Linked DNA regions of Bombyx mori: region 1 is linked to region 2. Evidence: chromatin contacts called from public Hi-C data. All regions are on one chromosome and are shown on one strand. The core of a region is the stretch at or near the end of the contact, and the rest is flanking DNA. Distances in the headings are between cores, read along the strand shown. Region 1 overlaps LOC101741532 (eukaryotic translation initiation factor 5B). Region 2 overlaps LOC134199950 (a long non-coding RNA gene).

The links. Hi-C and Micro-C count contacts between places; a contact is called where the count stands out from the background.
Region 1: a Hi-C map of midgut shows a contact between it and region 2, with 2.3 times the contacts expected there. The contact joins two enhancer-like sites. A contact is called at or near these places in 3 of 7 Hi-C or Micro-C datasets (midgut, an unstated tissue and whole pupa).

The regions. Positions count from the first base shown.
Region 1 is chr13:5,335,885-5,338,584 of ASM3026992v2, reverse strand. All of the region lies in intron 17 of LOC101741532 (eukaryotic translation initiation factor 5B), which reads left to right. Among protein-coding and RNA genes, the nearest start is that of LOC101741532, 25 kb to the left of the region's middle. Within about 2 kb of position 1,269, at least 6 of the 8 cell types and tissues checked have open chromatin away from gene starts, as enhancers often do.
Region 2 is chr13:5,247,275-5,249,974 of ASM3026992v2, reverse strand. All of the region lies in intron 2 of LOC134199950 (a long non-coding RNA gene), which reads left to right. Among protein-coding and RNA genes, the nearest start is that of LOC101742215, 14 kb to the right of the region's middle. Within about 2 kb of position 1,339, at least 8 of the 8 cell types and tissues checked have open chromatin away from gene starts, as enhancers often do.

The DNA of each region.
Region 1 (2,700 bases), core at 20-2,519, 89 kb before region 2:
GTGTATTTTCGGACGTCGGTGACGTCACCGCTTTCGTTAAGCTAGCCGTGTCCACTACCACAGGGACATGAACATTCCGTTGAACTTTTAATCGAAAGATTTCGAAAAAAAATATACGCATAGTTATTATTATAACAAATTTATATTACTCTAGCTGCGCCCGCGGCTTTGTCGATAAGGAAATTCAATTTCAGAAAGCTAACTACGTAAGATAATTTTAGATGAATTTACATACACATATACATACGTTCTCTTTTATATATGAGTCGTCTATTATCAAAGGTGGCAATCTGTGCATTTGGACAAAAAAAATTTATTGATATGTCAATACAGATTGATTTGAATATAATGGTCTCCTTCAAAGAATACGGTTCAAAACCTGCATTAAATAAAGGTTAATAGTTAACCTGTTATTTATCTAAGATGTCGTTCCGAAGAGTTTTGTGACTGCCAATGGAATACAAAGTCAATAATTCGTTTTTCTGATTTACCAATCATTGTCCAAAAGTCAGATTGCCGGCTTTGATAATAGTCGACTCATATATAGATTCCATATCAATTCGACCTATGGTTCAAAAGATATAAATTACTGCCACGGGCGCCCCCTATCCGGCACTAACGTAACTGTCAGAGTGATCATGTCGGCTGTCGATTTTCATATATGTATGTGCAAAGTTTAATATCAATTGGGCTAGCGGTTCTCGAGTCTTACACACACATACATATAGATTTTTTTCTGGTGGTAGGTCCTCTTGAGTCCGCACGGGTAGGTACCACCACCTCGCCTATTTCTGCCGTGAAGCAGTAATGCGTTTCGGTTTGAAGGGGTAGCCGTTGTAACTATACTGAGACCTTAAAAATTATATCTCAAGGTGGGTGGCGCATTTACGTTGTAGATGTAACACCAGGTGGACTGTGAGTTCGTCCACCTATCTAAGCAATAAAATAAAAAGATTATTTTTTTATTTATTTATAGATTAAATAACTACTAGTATCTACTTTTAATACGCCAATAAATGGAACTGAAATAAAATGTCTATGCCGTTGAAACACGCAAGCAAAACGTTTCTCATTGTCATTCACAAGTTCCGCGAGGTCAATTCGTGCAGCTTTATTCACAACGACATTTGGGCCATCTCAGTTCCCCCTAACGAATTTTGAGGTATTCTTTCTTCGACTTTATTGCTATAGCATAAGGTTCCCATTTGCCAGTCGTGAATTGGCAAAAGCGGCACACATTGTATCCCCTATACCAGACGAACACGCGCCGACCGGGTCGGACCCCCATTCTAGAGCTCCATTGATATTTCGCAGAGATGCAGTTTCATTGATATAACATTACAATGTTCTGTTTCAAGTGAACAAAAAACAACTTTATATAAGTTATTCGTGACAAGAATCACACTACATTCTTTTTTTTTTTCTCGGACGACGTTCGTATCTAAATGACAGTTTGCGAATAAATAATACTCGTAATAAAAAAAAAAACATTTAACTGATAAAACATTCGTCTGTATTTATATAATATAACATTACGTTGATATTAATGAAACGGACTAGTATCATTTTTAACACGTTGAATGCTATGTAGGTCACTGGCGCCCTGCGTGGTGCTCTGAGGTGATTATGTCGATTTCTCTCTGCTATCTTCTTACTAAGGCCTATTCACGGCCTAATTACCTTTAAAATTAACATTATTTATAGTCATTATTATTAGGGAGTCCATCACTTATATAAATATTAGCCTATCCATAAAGTACATGTATTTTCTATATGGATACCTACCAAGTTTCAAGTCAATCGGATGCATGGTTCCGTAGTTATAATGGAACATCCGTAAAAACCACTGTAGATTCATATACTGGTATAGATTATATTGTTTCCGATGCTTCGAATACTCTACAATCTTCATGGTCACTCTGACACGACAATGTAGTCTCGGAATGAGGTTGTAAAAATAATTTTCATTAGTTCTACAACTTTTATTTTATTGCCCTCGCGAGAGTCGATAAGAATACCAATATAATTTCTGTTTAGAAGTATAAAATATTTAGCTTCAATATTTATTTATTCAATAAGAGATTAATTGTAAGGAGATTAAATCAAACGAATTCTTCCTAAGCCTATTAACTAAGTACTCACCTTGAGCCTATTAACTTCTGGTCCTTTTGTCTAAAAATAAACATAGTTTCCCTGAATCGAAACGCCATTTGTTACCCATCTCTTCGTTGCTAACAAGGCCACGAGGGATGAGCCTGCACAGTTACGGGTCACGGAGGGTTCGCGACCCAGTTTTGGACCTGCACTCTGACGTCAACCCTCCATTCACCTCGTTCTGCTGAATCGATGCGAGCAAAACTAGGTCAATCTGAATGAAATCCCCTCCTACATTTATTATATTCTATTTATAGATTGAAAGATATCCCTTTTTTTTATTGCTTAGATGGGTGGACGAGATCATAGCCCACCTGGTGTTTAGTGGTTACTGGAGCCCATAGACATCTACAACGTAAATGTGCCACCCACCTAGAGATATAATTTCTAAGGTCTCAGTATAGTTACAACGGCTGCCCCACCCATCAAACCGAAATACATTTATGCTTCATGGCAGAAATAGGCAGGGCGGTTTTACCTACCCGTGCGGACTCAAGAGGTACTACCATCTACCTTATTGACGATCATATCCCAATTTCAATTGCA
Region 2 (2,700 bases), core at 90-2,589:
AATTAAAACTTGATTATTATTTCATAGAGTGGTTGAATGTGGCCGTAGTGAATTTGGTGGGGTGCAGTCCGAGGCCCCGTCGAGCCGGAATGTGACAGCAGGTGTGCGCACTGTAGCAGGATGCAAGCTGACGGTGTTAACATGGATAGCTCCGATCGTAATCGTACAATAAAGTGAATGAAACAGAATTTACAGCATACTGAGTTTCTCGCCGAATCACCTCAGTGGGTCACGATCAGGTGGTAGATTCTGCGAAGGACTGCTCTTGCTAGGTCTAGTGTTAGCAAATTCTCTCAGATTGAGCCCGTGACCTCACCTACCTGTCCGGGCATAGCTGGAATAACCTCTTAGGCTACCAACGAATAGGTAGGGAAAAACAGAATGTTTTATTTGATTTTCATTTAAAGTTACAACAGCCTCATCATTTTACCTACCTATCTACTGTACCTACTGTATTTTGTTACCAAGTTTAAATACTTATTACGAGTATTACTCCAAAATCAGTACCATTTGATAAAAGTTTAACATAAATAATAAGTTATGTTAAAATACAGCTCTATTTTTAACTAATTTTTGAAGGATTACTTGATGAAGTCCATCTTGATCCAGTTAAGGTGGCATAAAGTTTTACAAACGTATGGTTCCGTGTTCGAATTCTAGTCGTATGTTATATATCTAAATCAAAAAATAATATTATAGGACATGTAAACGCATTCTTCCGCACAATTTCAACGGGATATCCACATTAACTTTCATAAGCTAAATTCGGGAACCACATGTCATTTCCTTTACGGCCCCATGCGGGGAGGGCGACTCAGCCTTCGGGCGATTGTCGTAAAAACTCGCCTTATTCATCACGAAGGGTTATTTTGCGAGATTACTTGTCTCCCTGTACTTTATTTTTGGTTTTGGATTGAATTCGAACGCATATTATCACTTTTGATTTTAAATTTAACAAGTTCAAGACTTTTAATTCTGATTGAGTATAAGCCTACCATTAGATTTATGACGTATTTTTTCGTACTCTCAGAAATCTATCAACTATTAATATCAATAATATATAGCAGAGTAGGTATAACAAATTGTGTGAGTAATTTGAAACTGTCATTTTAATACCGTACTAAACCAAAGTGGACATTCGGAAAAAAAATGTAGCAACAACATAATTCTATTTTTCAGAACTGATTTTTAGTCTGATCTATGTTACGAGCTGTGTTAAAATTTTGGAGCTGCAGACTAATGTGCATGAAGACCGAATGTCGTTACGGAGACATCTAAGTGGAACGCACATGCGGCGAACAGGACACAGAGTACATGCGCGAACATTAGCATGCAAAAGCGCGCGCACGCCGGAAACCGCGCGCGGGAACATGGCTGCGCGCCCACAGCCAACATGGCGGCGCGCTTACCGAGAATCGATAATCAAACGCGATAACCGATTTCATATTTCAAATCCACCCACCCTTATTAGATGAGATGTGATGTAACCTGGACCATACCTGGCAGACAGCGCCATCAGAATGCGAGGCGCACCAGATCCTTGAGAGGATAAGGTATGGTATGGATAGGTTCGAATCGATCGTACAAAACGAATCATTTCGTTTTATGGGAGGTCGTTTGAAGTACACCTGTACGTTTTTATTGTTTCATTGTCTTAGTTCTTATAATAGATGTCTGATGGCTACTACTCATCAGAATCCAAAACGGTCGGTAAATGGTCAGTTAAAATATGTATGAAAGGAAGTCGGATGCGATAGGCAAAAAAATAAGAGAGTAAGTTTTGAATAAAGTATTTTCGTATTAAATCGCGTTGTTTATCCTCTTTATATTATTTCTGACGTTTCGAATACATTGCACTTTTTGTAATCACAGGGACACGTCGGAAATAATCGTTAAATGTAATCGTAAAAGTACATAATTTTATCTCTACGACTCGCGAATACCGAAGAAAACATTGTATTCTCCTGTTCTTTTTTAATAGTCCACCGTTTGTACGTTATCAGAAATTACGTTTTTAGGCTAGGAATTTGTAAAGACTACGCATATTTGATTCGAAAAAATATATATTTAAGTATCATCCGTTGTAAAGTCAAAACGGACGGTGGAAAGAAAGTTGGTGGTTTCGATTGGTCGCATCTGTCATAGTCGAGTGCACATAGTTTTTACAGCTACCCCCGCGGTAACGGTTGACTGCGCGGTCCGTTGCGCGGTGCTGACGACGAGACGTCTCGACGACCGCAGCCTCGCCACCGGAGCCCTATCCACAAAAAAAAATAGCTCGTCAGTGAAAACTATTAATGCTAGACGGTAGATTACAAATAATGTATTAACGATTTATTTTGTTGTGATTTCATGAAACATCACTTCAGGAATGAAATCGACTACCCCTCTATTCTAGCGGAAAAGGATGAAGACATAGCCAGGTGCCACACCCTTGCCCCTACGACAACTTTGTACCAACTTACCACTCACTGTACATTCATTTATTAAGGTACCCCAGGCAGCTTGGCCTCCAAAACGACAAATCTCCTTTCGTACCTGCTCCCAGCTAGTGCATGCCAGTCTTAATTTCTCGGATCACACGTTTTGCACATAATATTATCACTAACCTGTGGTAACTAATTTTGAAATTAAATAAGCATAGTATTTAAGAAATCAAATATTTATTGCAAAATAATAGTTTAAAAAAAATAACAAAAT